Linked DNA regions of Sus scrofa: regions 2 and 3 are each linked to region 1. Evidence: chromatin contacts called from public Hi-C and HiChIP or PLAC-seq data. All regions are on one chromosome and are shown on one strand. Each heading gives the region's core, a stretch centred on a gene start, on an enhancer-like site or on the middle of the called end of the contact. The rest is flanking DNA. Distances are from core to core; before and after follow the strand shown.

Evidence for each region. A called contact is a pair of places that touch in the nucleus more often than the background predicts. HiChIP or PLAC-seq counts read pairs in DNA pulled down with a chosen protein or histone mark.
Region 2: an H3K27ac HiChIP or PLAC-seq map of skeletal muscle shows a contact between it and region 1. The contact joins two enhancer-like sites. A contact is called at or near these places in 2 of 47 Hi-C or Micro-C datasets (heart right ventricle and mesenteric adipose tissue) and 1 of 2 datasets of contacts at active chromatin or transcription factors (skeletal muscle).
Region 3: a Hi-C map of embryonic fibroblasts shows a contact between it and region 1, with 3 times the contacts expected there. The contact joins two enhancer-like sites. A contact is called at or near these places in 4 of 47 Hi-C or Micro-C datasets (embryonic fibroblasts, heart right ventricle, mesenteric adipose tissue and 1 more).

Annotation. Positions count from the first base shown.
Region 1 is chr7:85,978,180-85,981,082 of Sscrofa11.1, forward strand. CHD2 (chromodomain-helicase-DNA-binding protein 2) reads right to left here. Exons shown (of 38, transcript XM_021099370.1): 38 at 2,580-2,903. Among named protein-coding and RNA genes, the nearest start is that of RGMA, 58 kb to the left of the region's middle. Within about 2 kb of position 1,447, at least 31 of the 83 cell types and tissues checked have an H3K27ac peak or open chromatin away from gene starts, as enhancers often do. A contact at or near this core is called in embryonic fibroblasts and skeletal muscle, where this site is marked.
Region 2 is chr7:86,172,562-86,175,261 of Sscrofa11.1, forward strand. No RefSeq gene overlaps it. Among named protein-coding and RNA genes, the nearest start is that of FAM174B, 8.1 kb to the right of the region's middle. Within about 2 kb of position 1,295, at least 73 of the 83 cell types and tissues checked have an H3K27ac peak or open chromatin away from gene starts, as enhancers often do. A contact at or near this core is called in skeletal muscle, where this site is marked.
Region 3 is chr7:86,189,863-86,192,562 of Sscrofa11.1, forward strand. All of the region lies in intron 1 of FAM174B (membrane protein FAM174B), which reads left to right. Among named protein-coding and RNA genes, the nearest start is that of FAM174B, 9.2 kb to the left of the region's middle. Within about 2 kb of position 1,324, at least 27 of the 83 cell types and tissues checked have an H3K27ac peak or open chromatin away from gene starts, as enhancers often do. A contact at or near this core is called in embryonic fibroblasts, where this site is marked.

The sequences.
Region 1 (2,903 bases), core at 197-2,696:
GCCCTCTGGCAGAGAATAGGAGCCAAAATGCAAAGCAGACCCAGCTGGGGTGGCGAGCATGGTCATCCACCCCAGTTCAGCAGTGCCTCTGGAGGTCCCAGCATCCCCCTCTGATAATCTCAACAGATGCCAAGCCCATTGGGTGTCCCCTCAGTGACCTCATCTACGCCACCCTGGCCTGGCAAGGGGCTCTCGTTATCCGTAGTTTGTATTTGAGGCTTGGAGAAGCAGTGAACTTGCCTAAGAAGCCAGCTGGTTCAAAGCCAAGTCTGTCTGCCTCCCAGACCCATGCTTCTCTTTGGTCCTCATGCCTTCCTGGACTCCTGTCCCTCTACTCCTGTCCTGGCTCTTTTCTCCCTGGCATTTATGTGACATCTTGTCTTCTCATTGTTTGCTTGTCTATGTTCTGCATCCCTGACCCTCCACCCAGGAAAGCTCAGAGAGGGCAGGGTCTCATCCTGGCTCACGTGTGTATGTCCACATCAGCTAGGACAGGGCCACTCTCATGACGGTCTAGTCCCAGCCATGTCTCTCTGTGAGCCTTGAAGGGGCCAGACTCTGTCTCCAAGTTTAGCTGGTTCCACTCCCCGCTGGGCGTTCCTCCTGTGTTTAATCGCCGCACAGAGCAGGCTTTGCAGAAACCTCCTTCCTGGGCTCCCAGGATGGACTGATTGTCCGGCTCTGGGGGGGGTGAGGGTTGCTATGTCTTAGGTCCCCCTGATCTCCCTTCCCTGAGCCAAGGACTGATGGACACTGTCTCCTTCCAGTTGACCCCCAGTGTGGACGAACTTTTTCCTTTTCTGCTTTCGGAGCTCTCACAAAGCCCATGAACCCTAGGAGCTGCCTCCTCCGTATGCAAATGAAGATGAAAAGGCCAGCTTCCCAATCATAGGCAGGCACTGACTTCCCTGCCCACCCCCAGACCACTCCTGGCCCCTCAGGCCACCCTGGTGCGTGGGGTTAGTGCGGACCATGCTTTAAGCAACATCAGTTCCCTCTGGGGTCAGAAAAGAAATAAAGAAAAGCACATGTGAACCCTCTGTAGGGCAGCTCTGGCTCCCAAGAAATGGCTGCCATTCTACCATTCTCAAGGTCAAAATTCTGTAGGTCAGCGATTTGCCTGTGCTCCACACAAAACCCTGTCTCCCTGTACAAAACTGACCAGGGATCCCCAAGACCCACCCCAGGGGAGGGCCCTGTTTTCTACAGGATAAAGAACTTTGATTCAGACAGGCCATGTCTCTTCCCCACTTCACAAAGCAGAACAAATGCAGCTTGCAAGGTGACAGGAGCCTGGTGGGTTTTCAACCTCAAAACACAAGGGAAGGGCTGCCTCCAAGGCAAACCTGGTCCTGTTCCTTTAAGAGCCACAGGTTGGAGCTCAGCGCTGCCTGGCAAATTGCAGGGCCTTGTGTTTCACTAAGTGACCTTTCTGTTGGCGCTAATTGAGGACTTGCCTTGATGCCAGAGGAGCGAGGCCTCGCCAGGGAGCAGGGAGGGGCCTGGGCCTGCTCCTTCCAGTAAAAGGCAGGCGTTTTGGCAGCGGTCAGTTTAGAAGCCTGGTTGCTATTGTAAATCATAGACTGATTATTGCACTTGTTCTTAAAGTTTCCCAAAGTTGTTCCAGCCGAGCTGTGAGTTGCAACATGATTGTGCGTTAAGTTTATAGGCAGGAAGAACTCTCGGCTCTTCTTTGCGTCAACTCCACAACTACAGGCGCTAAATCCAGGCGCAGCCAGGGCAGCAGGACCCTACAACCACAGGTCCTGGGCTGACAGTCACAGGAGTTAATCCTCAACTCTGAGTGGAAATGCAGTTTTATCTGTTATCAAGAATTAAGTGCTTCACAAGGACTGAAGTTTCGCTTCAAAGCCATTTAAGTGTTAGTAAAACCCCTCGGGCCTGGCAAACCTCTCCGACTTCTATTCAGACGGTTCTCCACTCGTGGGCTGTGGCTCCCTTCCTCTGTCTGGGCCTCGCAGGAGTTGGGCTGGCCCCTGTGCCAAATTGCTTGAGTTAACATTTGTGTCAGTGTTTCCATTATAAAGTGCTCTTTTCCCCTTCAAGAATATATAACCCAACTGTAAAATGACCCTCAGGGCTGCAGGCTGGCAGGCTCAGTGTTTTTATTTCCTCTGGGTAGAGGTGGCTGTAGGACCCCTGTTTGCACAGGCCTGGGTCTCCCGGGATCCTCCTGGGCACGAACAACATGGGAAATTGAGGGCTGCCCTGCTCAACTACTGGTGCCAACCCCTCCAGGTTCTCATCAAGGGTAGGGATGTGGGCTAAGATGACAGCTGCTGGGGTCAGGGACGCTGCTCAGAGAAAATGATAGAACCTGCAGTGTAAGATCCTGGACTCAACAGCACAACTGGTGCTCAGTAGCGAGGGGAGAAACATAACTTGAAAAGACTCCATTTCACAAGCTGTCAAAAAATCCCAATGACCCAGCAACCAGAGAAAGGGTGACGTGGAGGCATGTATGGTCACAGGGCACGCCAATGCAAAGCAACATGTTCGCCCAATTCTAAAAATCCTTAGTAACACTTTTTAATATATAAGAATCAAAAGTACAGCAGTTTTTACAATGTAGGAAAATTTAATACATACTATATAAACAACATTATTTACATCAGAAATCACTAGGACAGTGGCATTTTTCACAAATATAAATTAATTACTGTTTAGTCAACAGGTTTTAAAAGTCCACAATTTTACAATAAAGAAAAACCACCTGTCCCCAACCGAGCGGGGCACAGATGGACTAAAGCAGCCTGGACCCTTGGCCTGGATCTCCTCGCCCGACACGGTGGCCCTCAGATAAGCCAGAGGACCACTGGTGCTGGGCCCCGGGCCACCTCTCCTGCTGACGAGTGGGTTTTGGTCTGCAGGATTTCAGTGTC
Region 2 (2,700 bases), core at 45-2,544, 190 kb after region 1:
GTTTCAGCATAGGCGATTTTGTTTTTAAATTATATTTCCTCAACACCTGCCACCAATACTGCCTGGGTTTGGGTCTTTAAGCTCAGGGTATGGTTAGCATCTAAATGCCCTGACTGAAACAAATGTGAAAAGTTTATTCACGACAAAGAATGCAAGTCAAGAGAAAGAGACTTGCACACTCCTCCCTGAAAGTACTGCAGTTAGAAGACATCATGGACTCTCTGCACTATTTACAGACAGCAGTATAGTACAATGGCAGGCTAGCACAAGCTCTCAGGCTGTCCGGGTTTGAATCATTCCAGTGTTTACTAGCTGTGGTGCTTCAGGCACTTAACCTCCTGGTGCCTTAGTTTCTGGTACATGGGAGAAAAAAATGGGGGTACCTACTTCATAGTACAGTGCTTTCCACAGTTTAAAGCCTCGGTAGTTAATGAGACTTACTTAACATTCTTTGGAGGTTTATTATGGGCAGAAACACTTCTGGGATACAAAGATGGTTAAAACATACTTCTCCCCCAAAAATTTACAATCTTATAATAATTATAATGGTACCATTAATTTGAACATAAAGCAACTATTCAAGATAAAGAGAAAAACGAACAGGTTTTTAAACAATTTTTTAATTGAAATATAGCTGACTTACAATGTTAACTTCTGCTATACTGAGAAGTGACTCAGTTATACATACACATATGTTCTTTTTAAAAGACATTATTTTCCATTATGGTTTAATTACAGAATATTAAATATAGTTCCCTATGCTATGAGGTAAGACCTTATTGTTTATCCATTCTACATATAATAGTTTGCAGCCCAACAGGTATTTTTAAAGGGGAGGGGACACAGTCAAGAGCTAGTACCCCAGTTGAGCTCCACATAATTATACGGTCTCTAAGGTTAAGCGGCATGGTCCAGTTTACACTTAAAAAGAGACGTCTTTCTGAGCTAGTTAAACAGGAAAAACCAGAATTCTTACCAAAAGAAAAGAATGTATCACCAACTTTGAAGCCACAAGCCCTGCTATGGAAAAAGGCCAGGGCTTACACACCCCGAGGCGATCCCTGATTTTCTCCCCATTTAGACAACCTAAGAGGATTTTTGTAACATTATAATAGTAAATAAATATTGACATAGAACACTCTTAAAGCCGGCCCTAAGACCCTTGCTTTCCGCTAAGCTCAAGGGTATTTAGCTGGCTTTGTTTCTGGCACATTAAGACAGGACTCGGCGCCATCTTGGAAACAATAGGGCTTCAGTCGCCCAGGGGTGGGAGCTGGTATCCAGGCAACGGGAGGCCCGCGCCGCGCCCCACCGCGCAGCCGCGCTCCGACGCGCCCTGCCGCCCGCCGCGTGGGCGGGGCTGGGGGGGGCGATGGAAAATTACCCCGGTTCTTCTTAAAGGCACCCGCGCATTTCCGGCCCCAAACTTCGGCGCCAGTTGCCCTTTGAGTGAAAATGTAAAGCAGCTTCTCCATTTTATCTTCTTAGAGGAAATCAAATTCAGTTCGCAATTTCCAGGGCAGGACTAGTCTATACTTAGGCAACTGATGTCGGAATGAATAGGCTTCCTCATGACCAAGTTAAGGGAAAAAAAAAAAAAGAAAGAAAGAAACCGAAAAATAAATACGACTCTGTTGCAGGAAGAGCTACTGAACATACAGGAAAGGCAGAAAAGAACTTCATGAGTAAAGTCACACTGACTATGCAACAGGTTTAAGAATGATGGGGCTCCGAAGCAAACATTTTTTGACAGAATGACGACTTATAACATACTGGAAATTTCCAAAAAACAAAGTTTGTAAGAAGCAACAGGATGGGTTTAGCATGCATCAGAAAAATTTTCCTCTCTTTGTAGATCAGTTTTTACAGTTTTTTGAGATTTTTTTTCCAGCTTCTTAGTCGTTGGGCTTTCCTCCATGTAGCTTTTATGATTTACTAGTTAAGCGGTGGTTTATTGCTGCTTCACTTTTCCGAAGGAACAGATAACATAATTCTCCTAGTTTTTGTAGCATAAACATCCAAGATATATTCTCCGTGACTCTGAAATGATTCTCCCTACCAAGCAATATTCACTAGAAGCCATCCAGAAAACAAGTGGATGACAAAGAAATTTTGGTTTTTCCTGAGTAAAGCTTTTGACGTACTAAATCTCTTTAGTTCGTAAAAGATCGTCCTTCGGTCTGTTCCTCCTCTGAAGATTTGCTCGGTGGTAGTAGTCTTTTCCGTGGTTAAACTGGTATGAGGCATATCTCCTGTACTCATGCTCCGACTGCAGACATTACAGGGGGAGCCAGGATGGATTCTGACAAGTGTAGACATGATGTTCCAGTCTTACTATGGCCCTGGCAAATTGATTTTCCGCTCCCGGCTGAGCTGTTTCCCTCATGCTTCTCGGCTGTATTAAACCACCTTCACCCCAATCCCCTTTTAACACGTCTCTTTTTATCCCTAATGTGAATTCTCTCGCATTCCATGCGCCACTTCTTAGTAATTTTTGACGGATCTTCTTGTTTTCCAGAACGCATAGTTGTGATATTTGAGCACTAAGCAAATGTTTTGCATGAGTTTAGACACCCAGGACAGCGTTGGTTTTTCAAGTTTGGGTGTTAAGGAAGGGATGCACTTGTGACATCATCTTACTTTTCAGAACCGCAGGGAAAACTAATTACATGTAACAAAAAGATACGTCGTGTAGAGTTG
Region 3 (2,700 bases), core at 74-2,573, 210 kb after region 1:
CCCCTAGCCTGGGAACCTCCATATGCCGAGGGAGCGGCCCTAGAAAAGGCAAAAGGACAAAAACAAACAAAAAACACAAAAAACAAAAACCAAAAAAAAAAAAACAAAAAAACTCTCAAAGTTAGCATGTCTAAAAGTGAACTTGTGGAGTTCCCACGTGGCTCAGAGGAAATGAAACTGACTAGTATCCATGAGGCTGCAGTTTCGATCCCTGGCCTCGATCAGTGGGTTAGGATCTGGCGTGGTTGTGGCTGTGGTGTAGGCCAGTAGCCGTAGCTCCGATTGAACCCCTAGCATGGGCGTGGCCCTAAAAGACAAAAATAAATAAATGATAAATAAAAGTGCTCATGACTTTCTTTCTCTGCTACCCAGCCACTATTTGAGAGCCCTTGCCCCCTTCGATTTTCTTTCTATCTGTCGGCTTGTCCGAGCCAGACACTGGGGAGCCATCTCTGGCACCTCCCTTTCCTGCGCACCCCCTAGCCACTGAGTTCTGGTACTTTCCCCATCTCTCAGTCGTTTCCGTCTCCAGGTCCCTATCCTGACCCAAGACAAATCCTTCCTCTTAGACTCCAGTGGTAGTTCTTTAACTGGTCTCCTGCACCTGGGAGGACCTGCCCCCCTTCAGTCCCCCACTTCAGCTGAACCCCCAGCAGAGAAGACCTCAGTCACCCTGTTAAAATGCAAATCTGACCTTGTTAAATGCAAATCCAATCTAGTTACCCAGCCCTCTCCCCTCCTGGGTTTAAAAACCCATCAGTGGGCTCCTGCTGCTCTGTGGATCTAGATCCAAAGCCCCACCAAGAACTAGGCTTACAAGGCTGCCTGCCTTTTGCTCCTCCCTCCAGGGTGGGCAGCTCCCATCCTGCTCCCCTGCTCTTTGGGCTCCAGCCATGTGGCCTTGCAGTCGTCCCACTTTCCAGGAGCCACTGACAGGCCCTCCCTTCTGCCTGAGCATTGACTTCCCACCCCTCACCTTCCTGGGACACCTCCATCTCTTCGTCATCCCTTTATCAGGGATGCTTTCCCCCCCACCCCCGCAATGGGCAGTTCTCCCCTTGTGCACTCACAGCACTTACTATGGTGTGCTATTTTATTGCTGTGATTCTCTGTCCATTTCCTTACCTAGACCTAAGGTCCATAGATAGGGACTCTGTCTTTCTTCACTGGTCTTTGTATCTTAACTATGGTGGCAGGCCCATAGCAGCCATCGAATAAATATTTGTTGAATGAATGAATAAATCACTAGTAAGAAACAGTGCTGAGTTCTGAAGATCAACGTTAATAACCAATTACCTAGCACCGTTATTGCCACCTAGTGGAGACTGATGTTACGATACCGCTGGGCCCATTCTCAGTCGATTGCCCTTTATAGACATCTGTTGTACTCCTGGCCCAGAAGGGAATCAATACATGAATAATAGATTCTTGGTGCGGTATTATAGCAGGCACTTCTCAACATTGCCTACTTGATGTCTGAGCAAAGGGCATGTAAGCTGCCTTCCCCAGAGTCACGAGCTAAGGGGGAGACTTGTAATTCAGCACCAGGTTAGAGAGCCTAGCCCCACTACTTCTGTGTTTTCTGCCATTTGTTACATGGAATGTACCCATAAGAAAACTAGAATCATTGTAGTGGTTGCAGAGGGCCTGAACAAAACTCGCTTTAATGGAAGAAAATATATTTTGTAGCTAGAGAATGTACTATGGGGCTCTTGGAATTTCATCAACACATGAGAATTCCCAGACGAGTGCTCACTGGTTATGCGCAACCGAAGACCGGTGAATGTTCTCATTTGAAGGCCCCAGGACAATTCTATATGCAGTATTGCTGGATGGCTCACAGATCTCAGCATATTTTTCCTAGGCTTTTTGATTTTCTGGCCCAGGAAGTGCTGGTCTTCAAATCTCTGCAAGGTTTTAGGTCATTTATGAAGTAATTCCTTTTTTTTTTTGGCTACACCTAAGGCATGCAGAAGTTCCAGGGCCAAGAATTGAACCCACATCACAGCAGCAACCTGCTACTGCAGTGACAATGCCAGATCCTTAAACTGCTGAGCCACAAGAGAACTTGAGTAAATTTTTTAACAGTCTTCATATAGCACATTTGAGATCTCTGGTAAACAGTAATTACATTCATCACCAGCCACTTCCAGTGTTTTTTGGAAACAAAGTTTTATTCATACAATGTATGAAACAGTTGTTCTTTGCTTTATGTTCCTGACAAGTTTATGCAAATAAATGGGGAGGGGTAAATCTGATAATTTGATAATTTTCTATTGAATAAATTAAAAGAGCCAAAGTATTAACTTTTTAAAATTAATTAATTTTTTTGGTGTGGCACCCACGGCATGCAAAAGTTCCCAGGCCAGGGATTGAACCACATCACAGCAGTGACAATGCCAGATATTTAACCTGCTGAGCCACCACGAAAGTCCCAGAGTGTTCATTTTTACCATCAAGTTGTGTGGAGGAGTAAGAAATATGTTGTTTAAATGACATCTGTGGTGAATTATGTTATAGGGAAATGGTTTTAAACTTGAACTTGCTTCTGAATCACCTATGCTTGTTAAAGTGTAAATCACTAGGGTCCTGCCCCCGCAGCTTCTGTTTCAGGAGGGCCTGAGAATTTGCCTCTTTTTTTTTTTTTCTTTTTCTTTTCTTTATTTTATTTTTTTCCAGCTGCACCATGGCATATGAAAA